Regions from separate parts of the Callithrix jacchus genome. Here region 1 is linked to region 2. A link is a contact called in public Hi-C data. All regions are on one chromosome and are shown on one strand. Each heading gives the region's core, a stretch centred on a gene start, on an enhancer-like site or on the middle of the called end of the contact. The rest is flanking DNA. Distances are from core to core; before and after follow the strand shown.

Region 1 (5,245 bases), core at 680-3,179, 160 kb after region 2:
GCCAGTCCAGCTCACCTCCCGGGGGTCTGGCCACGCCTGGTTCAGCCGCAGAGAGTAGACAGCGTCCAGGCCCCCCAGAAAGAGGCGTTCCCGGTACTCATCTAGGTACATGGCCTGGAGATTCACGGAGCCCCGGGGGCCCAGAAAAACGGCAGAGCGGTTGGTGGAAAGGAGGTCTAGGAGGGAGTACCGGGAGCGGATCAGGGCCACAGCTCAGCTGAGCTCCTCAGCCAAGGAGGGGAGGCAGGGGCCCCGCTGAGCATCCCCCCCCCCACTGCCCCCCACCACATACACTCACATCTCACATCTGGAAAATGTTTCCATCCACGGGTGCTAGAAGGCTCCTGGAGGCAGGTGGGACAGGAGGCTTGGAGCCTCCCACCCAGCCCAGCCTAGGCTGGGGTAGGTCCCCTGCCTTCTTCCCTCCATTCCTTAGCCCTTCATCGTGCAGATAACATCTTCCCACTATCCCATCTGTGCCCTGCCCAGTCCCCAGGGACTCAGGGAAGATGGCGCCAACCAGCAGAAACTAGAGCCAAGTGCTGGAAGAGCCCAGAGGAAGGGCGGGAGTCTGCAGGCCTGACTCAGCTGGAGGGTGGGCCAGCAGGGGAAACTGTTCCCAGCATAGGGGACCCCTGGCAACGGCCTGCGTGCAGGGGAGGGCAGGTATGGCAGGAAGGGCTCCCACCTCCAGTCCAGGGATGTGGCCGAAGAGGAATTTCTCCCCATAGATGCTGGCCATCCCGGCCCGGAGGTGAGAGTAGGAGCTGTCTGGGGACCTTGGTCCCAGTAGTTGAGGATCTTGAGGTAGGTCCTCCAGGCTTGGCTGGGGAGCTAGAGGTAATGGGGGCAGTAGGATGTGGTAGGAAGGGGGCGCTGGTCACCCTCAGGAAGGCCCAAAGTGTCCTATGCCCTTCTGACAGAAGCACCTCTGCCCAACACCCATTCCACCCCCAAAACTCATCAACAGCCTCTTCCAGGAAACTCTCCTTGGTTGACAGTACCTCAGGAACTTTCCCTATTTGGGGCTTCTAGTAATCTGACCTCTCGCCAAACCCACAGCTCCCAGGACAAGACCACATTCCCCTCAGACTCTCCAGGCATCTTCCCTCTCAGATGGGGCTTCCCAGGGGAAGGTGATCACCTCTCTGGTTTCCCCAGGAAGGATCTGCCAAGAGCCTGTCTCAGGGGCCTTCCCCTGAGCCCGTTCTCAGAGGCCTGAGCCAGCTCACACACCTAGGGTGGAACACAGGAGCTCCCAGGCTGAGATGGGCAGAGGGGAGTGAAACTCCCCCTGGGATCTGAGGCATTTCTAGGGTGCAGAAAGGAAAGCCCACTCTGGGAAGTGAGCCGCAAGGGGGGTCCTCCCCTTCTCTGTGGCCCTGGGACCAAGGGATAGGGTGCTGCCCACTCACCGTCCTATTGGCCGCCCTGGGCAAAAAGTGCCAGCTGAGCCCAGACAGATCATGCAGCCCCACCCTGTCCGTCCCTCTCCCCTGCCCCATCCCTCCCTCTGTCCCCTCCCCATCTTTATTGAGCTCTCTCAGGGTATCCATCTGTCCCTTTCTCAGCAGTCCCCCTCAGGTCCCTCCTACCACCACCCCGGTCCTGTCTCTGAGGACCTGCCTCTCTCCCACTCCCTGAAAGCTGCACAGGGAGAGGCTGCCTCCCCTGCAGCTGGCCAGGTGCCAAAGAGCCCAGGGCACACACACACAAACGGGGCGCACAGAGACCAGTACCTTCGTAGGAGAGCCGCAGGCGGGGCATGCTGAGGCCAAGGCTGGGGCCAGAGTTACCCCCATGGGGCAGGAGACCCCCCAGCAGCCAGCAGAAGGCCCAGGCCGAGGGGGCCATGCTGGAGAACTGAGGGCACCGCTGCCGCCTGCCTGCAGAGCCGCCCTCTGGTCCCACTGGCTGCCGGTTGTAGTTTGCTCGGCTGCCACCAGGCCACCACTTATAAGGCACTGGCTCCACCCAGTCCTGGGCGGGAAGAGGGGCGGGGGACAGAAGGAGGTGGGGGGGTGAGTTTGAGGCCTGGTTTATTGCCCAAAGATAATGGACAAAAGTGGGAGGGAGGGTGTCTGGTCCCTGCCCTCTATGTGCTGGGGCCCAGGGCATGACCTCTCTTGCCCACCACCACCCTCCCCATCCCCTCCTCTCCCCCAGCGGCCCTGAGGGCAGACCCCCCTGACACTCATTCTGGAGCCCTGATTTTATCCCAGCAAGGAGCAGTGAGTGTGTGGCCGAGGTGGATGAAGGAGAAGAGGCAGAAGGAGAAGAGAGGAAGCTCAGCCAGGTGGGGGCCGCTTCTCCTTCCATCTCGCTGGCCCGGCGCATGCCTTTTGTCATACTGGCCAGTTCCCCATTGGGAAGGCCTTCCCAGCTGAGGCATGGGCAGTGTGCACAGAGAGATGTCCACACTGCAGGTCCTCCGGCTCCAGCAAAGTGACAAGGTGGGAGAGAGCCTGGAAGGGAGGTTCAGGGATCAGAGGTCAAGGTTGATGGGCTGAGTCAGGGCCTAGCCAGGCTCTGCCTTGTTCTCTGCCCCTCCAATGCCCACAGCAGAGACCCCTCCAAACTGGCCCTGCCCCAATTCCAGGATGTTCTATCCCCCTGAAGCCTCAGCCAGACTCCCCAGCTCCCCTGGCTAGGGGTGGGGGGGTCATTCCCAGCCCAAGGGGCTCCATGTCCTAGGTAGGTGTTTGAGGCCTGGCCACACTTCATAGAGGTGGCAAGAGAGAAGACTGCCCAGCCTCTTCCACCCAGGCCTGCCCCCATCTGGCTTCCAGGCACTCTAGCCTCTCCCCACATCTACAGGCCCCATCTCAGCTCACCAGGCTTGCTTTAGGGTAGGGGACAGGGGCATCAGGGGACCCTACGCCTAGGGAAGCTCCCATTGCCCTGCCTCCCTCAGGCTTTCAGTCCTTCCAGAGACTCAGGGTCCAGAGCTTCACCAGGTCAGTGGTGGGTTCTTCCCAGAGACCCCACGTGTCATTGGCCCTACAGACACCTATGATCTCTCAGAGCTCACTCCCCCTGCCCTGAATGCTGACTAAGGGGCAGGGGGCACAGAAGGCCACAGAGAAGGCCAAAGGGGAAATGAGACTGAGAGCCTGAACATAGAGTGAGTGCTGGGACTCCCCATGCTCCCACCTCACCCCATCTGAAAACCCTACTCTCAGAACCTGAGTTCTGGGCACTAAGGAGATTTCAACCTTGAGCTGGAGTTTGAGTTCCCAAGAAGAGTCCTGCAGGTCGGCCCTCCTGCGTGGAATGACCTGGGCCCTCAATGGTGGTTCAGAAACTTGGAGGGCACCCAGAGAGGGAAGGGCCCGGCTCACACCACAGAGCAGGCTGAGAATAGGTCCAGCTCAGTCCTGCCCTCCTGGGACGCGCCTTTGCTTCTGGAGCTTCTTGAGTGTATGGGAACCCCACACTCCTCCCCTACCTCAATCCTGGAATGGAAACAGGTTGGTTTCTTGGGTCACCATGGCAGCTCCCAGGGACCTACAACTCTGCCTCCCTGTCCCCATCTCCCTTCACTCACGCATGCCTCCTTCAGCAGGTGGGGGACTGGCCTGGAGGTGGGAAGGTACTGCCCAGAGAGTCCAGAGATGGAGCTCAGCCCAGCCCTGCCTCTGACCCTGCTGGAGAGCCTTGGTCAAGGCCCTTCTGTCTCCAGGTCTGCCTCTCCTCCTCCCAGGGCCAGGGACCAGCCACCCTGGGTGTAAGCAGGGTTTATAACCTGACAAGCGGGCTTGCGCAGGGGCTGCTGTCAGGGCAACCATATCCTGGGCTCTGCCTCCAATGCCCACAGCAGAGACCCCTCCAAACAGGCCCTGCCCCAATTCCAGGATGTTCTATCTCCCTGAAGCCTCAGCCAGACTCCCCAGCTCCCCTGGCTAGGGGTGGGAGGTCATTCCCAGCCCAAGGGGCTCCATGTCCTAGGCAGGTGTTTGAGGACCCCATGCTGAGGGAACCTCCCAGGATAAAGTGCTCCTGCCTCTGTTTCCCTGGGGAGGTGTGTCCAGCGCACTGCCCAAGCTAACTGGAGACTGAGCTGGGAGCCCTTCAGCCAGCGTGTGGCCACCAGCGACAAGCCGGAGGCCCAACACTCCTCAGCCTGCCAGCCCACCCTGGGGTCTCAGCTCAGCCAGACACCCAGCAGGGGCTGCAGGGAGGCCTGGGTCTACTGGGGCAGGGTGTGGGGGCAGCCTACTCCATGCTGCGGAAAAAGCCTGTGGCAGGCTGGGACTCCGAACTCTCCTGTTAACGTATGTGGCCTCAGTCAGATCCTCTCCCTCTCTGGACCTCAGTTTTCCAGGCTAGGGGGCAGGGGATAAGAATCGTCTCTAAAGCACCCCCCACCTCCACCTGCCAGCTGCAGGTGGGAATGACACCAAGGGTGCTCTGAATTCGTGGATCAATGGGCCCAGACACGGACTTTGTGTGCCATCTAGTGGACAAAGAGGGAACTGCAGGAGGCCCCGAAACTGCTCGCTTTGTCAGGCCCTGTGTTGGGGTAGCAAGGCCACCCAGCAGAAACCACAGCCTCTTGAGGACGCTAGAGGTAACCACAATATGAAGAAGTAGAAGGTTACCATAACCAGGTAACCACAATATGAAGAAGTAGAAGGAATAGAAGATGATCCAGTGATTGCTTTTGATGGAGGAAATCAAGGGAGGCTTCATGGAGGAAGCACTATCCAAGCAAAGGATGACCCAGCCCAGAAACAGAAAGGACACAGTGAAACAGGCAGAACTAGGTGATGCATGCAGGATGCAAAATGCCATATACTGGTGGGAGATAGTGAGCTGGGCTGACACCTATGTGAGGTACGTGTTCATGCAGCAGGTGCCGCCAGGTGGGTATGAGAAGGATCACAGCCCAGCCTCTCCTAGCCTGAATTCTGGAGTGGGCATGACTGGAAGGAATGGATGCCCCCAGTCCCTTCCCCACCAATTTCATGGATAGAACAGGGATATTAGGACAATACTATGCCCCCTCCACCCCCATGGACCTCCAGCTGCTTGCAGAGGGTGAACCCCCATCCCTGCCACCTCCCATCAGCCATCCCTCACACCTCCTACCTCCCAACCCCAGCCCTCCCACAGTGTCCTCTGGAACTTCCATCTGTAAGCAGGGCCATTCATCTCTACCTGTCCAGGGACCTGTCCCCCTCCCCAACAGCTGATGAAGAGAGAGCCAGGACATGGCAGAGCCCTCCTTCTCCCACTGCCCCTT
Region 2 (5,898 bases), core at 1,306-3,805:
CCCTGGAAACTGAGCAGGCATAGCCTTTTCTTTCTTTTCTTCTCTGATGCATGACTGTTGCTTCCTGACCTTTGGGTTGAAATGTTATACATTAACCAGACTCCCTATTCTTCATTCAAACTTAGACTAGATGATGTGGGAGATAGAGACCTTTGTGATTGTTACCTCTTTACAATAGAATGTTAAGCAACATCTTTCAAGTATAATCAATAGTAGCCAGTCAAATCTTGTATTTATGTTAGCCTTTTTTGGAAAATGTTGTAATTTCAGCACCTTATTTTTGCCTATATAAACAATCTTCAGCTTTCCCCACACTGGGGAGCACTAATTGTCTGTTTACCCAAATGGCTGCTCTCACACTTTATGCTTTAATAAATTCTTTTAACTGGATCTCAAACCTTTTGATGATTTTTAGGTTGATGATAGAAATGTGTTTTTGGGCCAAGTGCAGTGGCTCATGCCAGCAATCCCAGTACTTTGGGAGGCTGAGGCAGGTGGGATCATTTGAGGTCAGGAGTTTGAGACCAGCCTGACCAACATGGTGAAACCCTGTCTGTACTAAAAATACAAAAATTAGCTGGGCATGGGCTGGCTGCAGTGGCTCACCCCTGTAATCCCAGCACTTTGGGAAACCGAGGAGGGTGGATCACCTGAGGTCAGTAATTTGAGACTAGCCTGGCCAACATGGCGAAACCCCATCTCTACTAAAAATTAGCCAGACATGGTGGCATGTGCCTGTAATCCCAGCTACTAGGGGGGCTGAGGCAGGAGGATCGCTTGAATCTGGGAGGTGGAGGTTGCAGTGAGCCGAGATCACGCCACTGCACTCCAGCCTGGGCAACAGAGCAAGACTCTGTCTCAAAAAAAAAAAATTAGCTGGGCATGGTGGCAGGCACTTTTAGTCCCAGCTATTCTGGAGCCTGAGGCATAAGAATCACTTGAACTTGGGAGGTGGAGGTTGCAGTGAGAGAGAGAGGAGAGAGAGAGAGAGAGAGGGAGAGAGAGACAGAGAGAGAGAGAGAGAGAGAGAGAGAGAGAGAGACAGAGAGAGAGAAAAGAAAGAAAGAAGTGTGTTTTTGTATTGTTGCTTTTTTTTTTTGAGACAGGGGCCCAGGCTGTGGCACAATCAAGGTTCACTGCAGCCTCTACCTCCCAGGCTCAGGTGATCTTCCCACCTCAGCCTCCCTAGTAGATGGGACTACAGGAGCATGCCACCACACCTGGCTAATTTTTTTTTTTTTCGTAGAGATAAGAGTTTCGCCATGTTGCCAGGCTGGTCTCGGACTCCTAGGTTCAAATGATCCACCCACCTTGGCCTCCCAAGTGTTGGGATTATAGACTTGAAACACTGCACCCTGCCGAGAAACGTTTTAATAAAATTGTTAGAAAATCAAGTGTGTGATTTGTGACGCAACTCTCCCTTCTACCTCCCTAAGAAAACATCAGTAAAAAACAGTGAACTGTTCTGTGGTTTTGGAGCCTGATCAGGACTCGTCTAATGAATATGGGAAGGCATCAAGCCAGCTCAGGGTGGGCCCAGGAAGAGAGCAGGGACAGCGAGGAAGGACCAGAGTCATTCGCGTTTACATGCAGCTTTTATGCTTGAGGATCACGGAACAGAACTCTTGCTAAGCCAGAGCTGTATTTGGTGGCCCATGGTGAGAGAGGGAAGAACACTAGTAAGTTGTGGAATTAAAGCCATGAAGAGAAGCGGGAATGACTTAATTTGGCTCCAGAAGCGGTGAGTCGTGGGGAAGTAGTGACTCTCAGTTCGTTTGCTCAGCCCAGTGCCTGACACCTAACAGCAGCTCAGAGTGCATCTGCTGACTGATCACACAGAATAAAGGAAGGGAGAGGCCGGGCGCGGTGGCTCAAATCTATAATCTCAGCACTTTGGGAGGCTGAGGTGGGTAGATCGCTTGAGTTTTGGCGTTCGAGATCAGCCTGGCCAACAAGGCGAAAGCCCGTCTCTACTAAAATACACAAAAATTAGCCGGTCGTAGGGGCGCAGCCTATTCGGGAGGCTGAGGCATGAGAATCGCTTGAACACAGGAGGCGGAGGTTGCAGTAAGCCGAGACCGCGCCACTGCACTCCAGCCTGGGCGACAGTGTGAGATCCCGTCTAAAAAAACACAAACTGCAATCGGTGAGGCGGGGATCATTATGCCTAATGGAGAGATGAAGACAGTGAGGCCTGAAGGTGACTCCTTCCAGGTCTATTGGTGGCCAGAGAGGAGCCAATACCCTAAATGCTCCTTTCCCAGACACCGGCTTCAGCAAGAGCTCGCACCCGCCAGCCCCACTCCACCCACCCACACTTCCGGCTTCCGCTCCGCGTACCCGCGAGTACTTCCGGCTTCCAGCGCCGGGCGCTGCGGCCCGGAGCTGTTGGGTGGTAAGTCTGCGCCGCGAGGGCTCACAGGGCCTTTAGAATCAATCCCGGGGCTGGGCGACGACAGCTCCCGGTGGCAGCAGGCCCTTCTTTCTCGCATCACCAGGCATTACGGGACAGCCAATTCCCTCGCGAAGGCCCGACCTAGGGATGACGTCATTTCCGTCCCTTGCTGGTTGGGTGAACCGGAAATGGCGCCAGCCCCCTTTCGTGATAGGGTGGAGTCAAAGCCGGTAGTATTGTTATTTCCTTGTTTTGCTCTGGAACCGCCTGGAGTTTTGGAGAGACCATGTCTTCGATGGAATTGTAGAACTTTGCAAATGAAAATGCATAGCGGCCAGTTAATTTGTTTTTTAATTTTGAGACAGTTACCCAGGCTGGAGTGCAGTGGCGCAATCTCGGCTCATTGCAACCTCCCTGCATTCTAGTGCTTCAGCCTCCCGAGCAGTTGGAATTACAGGCTCCCACCACCACACCCGGCTAATTTTTGTGTTTTTAGTAGAGACGGGGTTTCACCGTGTTGGTCAGGCTGGTCTCAAACTCTAAATTTGAGTTAAGATAAACGACGAACAATTGTCATTAAGTCCTAAACATTGTGTGCGACATATTTTTTTTTAAATTACTTGTTGGCTGGGCGCGGTGGTTCACGCCTGTAATCCCAGCACTTTGGGAGGCCGAGGCGTGTGGATCACGAGGTCAGGAGTTCAAGACCAACCTGACCAAGATGGTGAAACCCCATATCTTAAAAAAAAAAAAAAATTTATGTCTTTAAAAATAAAAAAAAAATTGTTTACCGGGAGGCAGAGGTTGCAGTGAGCTGAAATCGCACCATCATGCTCCAGCCTGGTCAACAGAGGGAGACTCCCTCTCAAAAAAAATTGTTTATCTGAAATTCAGATTTAACCAGACGTCCTGTATTTTCTCTGGCAGCCTTAGCATTGAGCGTTCCCTGCCTTGTGCTCATATCCAGTGGCAAGGCTGGGATCTTCCAGGCTCTTGTCCATCTGGGAAATAGATACAAAACTATAAGGACCTTAGTTGCTAGGATGCTTTTTTTTTTGAGACGAAGTTTCGCTGTTGTTACCCAGACTGGAGTGCAATGGCACGATCTCGGCTCACTGCAGCCTCTGCCTTCTGGGTTCAAGCAATTCTGCCTCAGCCTCTCGAGTAGCTGGGACTACAGGTGCACACCACCACGCCCAGCTAATTTTTTGTATTTTTAGTAGAGACAGGGTTTCATCATGTTGACCAGGATGGTCTCGATCTCTTGACCTCATGATCCACCCGCCTTGGCCTCCCAAAGTGCTGGGATTACAGGCTTGAGCCACCGCGCCCGGCCCACTAGGATGCTTTTAGCTCCAAGCCTAATGGGCAAGCCCCATGGGTCCCCCTGGCAAAAACTGTACCCATTTTCAGAATCCCCATGACCATGCCCTCTGTGTTCCCTTTCACAACAGAAGTCCGGCACAGCTGTCTTCTCCTGTGGGAGAGCTGAGAACTAGGCAGGCAGAATGGCCAGAGTCTAGAAGTAACCACCTTCTTTGGGTGTGGGGTAAACTGGTGTTTGAGATCGTCTCTGTTACAGTGGACAGTATCAGAGAACCTGAGGGTGTCAAGGGGAAAGCTTAGTGTTAATCTCACCTCATGTCCCATTTTGCAGATGAGACCCAATGAGAGCAATGGAGGTGTCCCAGCCACTCAGCAAACGTGTAGTAGAGCTGAAACCTCAATTCCCAGCATCCTTACCCTGCTCAATCCTTACTTGCTGATGAAGTCAGCTTGCAGCATTTATGGTAGGCATTTATTAAAGTAGGTGCAATAGTACATCTGTGGTAGAGATGGGCTCTTTGGGTCTTTGTTGTCCCTACACCTCTCTGCAGATTCCTGACCTTCAGTCCAAGGCTTCTTTAGCTTTTACTCTGCCCAGTGGGGAAAATGGCTTTTTGGGCTCAGCTTTGGGAGCTTGGCCTTTGCCTACTTCAGCCCCTGGGCTCTCACCACTGTGGGTGGTGTGGCTTAGGACTTGTTTTTGTTGTCTTGGAACCAGAAGGGGTGTTCATGGCAGAGTTGGGTCTGGCCAGCTATGTGGGTAGAAGGGCATCCTTCTCTGTCCTGCAATTGGGCTCATGGCACATGGCCTCACATGGTGCCTGGGCACTTTCCTAAGGTTCCACCATGAGCCAGACTGTTCCAATTCCTGATTTAAACCTAAATTTCTTGCTAAACTGGTCCTGAATACTGGGATTCCTCAGATTGCATGCCCTGAGGATGTTCTGTGGGCTTGATCTGATAAACCTTTAGCCTCCTGTAGCCTCTGACTTCCTAGGCTCCTAATCCCAGTCTCATGAGATAATGAAATAGAATAGGCTGGAGGTCAGTGGGCTCAGGGTCAGTTGGTGGGACAATCAACAGCCTCCTGGCAGCAGAGGTGGTAAAGAGGCAAGGAAGGAGTGCCAGAAAGGGGTGTTGCCCCTGGGTAAGAGCTCGGAAATGCAGGGGGTGGAAAAGGGGTGGGATGGGATCCCACTGGTAGAAATTACTCCCTCTGTCAATGATTAACTCCCAGCCAAAGGGATGGCCTAGGAGGAGGGCCCAGCTAAGAGGAACTTTGGACTTGAGTCAGGGTATCCAGAAAGCCAGCGTGTGGTCTGCAGAAGAGAAGGACGTGGCTGAGTGGCAGGGCTGGTCTCCAAGGACTGGAGTGAGATCCTGCCGCTGTGAGCTTCAAGAAATCTCCTGGGGCTATCAGATGGCTCCTTCTTGTAGCAGCAGCTGTGGGGTCCACTGGCCCTGAGCCCTGAGAGGGGTAGCTGTGGGGGACCTCCTGTCCTTTCCTTGCAAGGGCCTCAGTTGTGCTTTTTCCCTCTAGGCAGCCATGGGTCCCAGGCAGTGCTGAGAGCAGTGGGGCATGGCTGCAGCCCTGCAGGTTCTGCCCCGCTTGGCCCGAGCCCCCTTACATCCATTCCTGTGGGGGGGCCCAGTGGCCCGGCTGGCCAGCAGCATGGCCTTGGCAGAGCAGGCGCAGCAACTATTTGAGAGTGCTGTGGGTGCAGTGCTGCCGGGCCCCATGCTGCACCGGACACTGTCCTTGGACCCTGGTGGCAGACAGCTGAAGGTGCGGGACCGGAGCTTTCAGCTGAAGCAAAACCTCTACCTGGTGGGCTTTGGCAAGGCTGTGCTGGGCATGGCAGCTGCAGCTGAGGAACTACTGGGTCAGCATCTCGTGCAGGGCGTGATCAGCATTCCCAAGGGGATCCGTGCTGCCATGGAGCGAGCTGGCAAGCGGTAAGGAGCTATGGGGGGCTGCCTCCCACTGTCTGTCTGGAGGGAAACCTGGGCCCAGACCCAGGCTGGATCACGGCCTCCCCTCCCCACCCTCTTCCCTTTTCTCCTGGGTCTGGCCTGGCTCCAGGATGAGCCATGCCCCATGCCCCCCAATCTTTATCTGTACAATTGAAAGATCAGGTGGGAGGAAAGAAGCCCACCCCGTCTCTTGCGCTCTGACC

What was found. Hi-C and Micro-C count contacts between places; a contact is called where the count stands out from the background.
Region 1: a contact with region 2 is called in a Hi-C map of skeletal muscle, with 5 times the contacts expected there. The contact joins the promoter of SEMA3G here to the promoter of WDR82 in region 2. A contact is called at or near these places in 3 of 3 Hi-C or Micro-C datasets (induced pluripotent stem cells and skeletal muscle).

Annotation. Positions count from the first base shown.
Region 1 is chr15:34,973,280-34,978,524 of calJac240_pri, forward strand. It overlaps SEMA3G (semaphorin 3G), which reads right to left and starts at 1,930. Exons shown (of 16, transcript XM_078351119.1): 1 at 1,740-1,930; 2 at 16-834. The coding sequence starts at 111.
Region 2 is chr15:34,811,648-34,817,545 of calJac240_pri, forward strand. It overlaps WDR82 (WD repeat domain 82), which reads right to left and starts at 2,556. Exons shown (of 9, transcript XM_035275724.3): 1 at 2,341-2,556. The coding sequence starts at 2,492. It overlaps GLYCTK (glycerate kinase), which reads left to right and starts at 1,580. Exons shown (of 6, transcript XM_078351072.1): 1 at 1,580-1,741; 2 at 4,053-4,185; 3 at 5,262-5,677. The coding sequence starts at 5,301.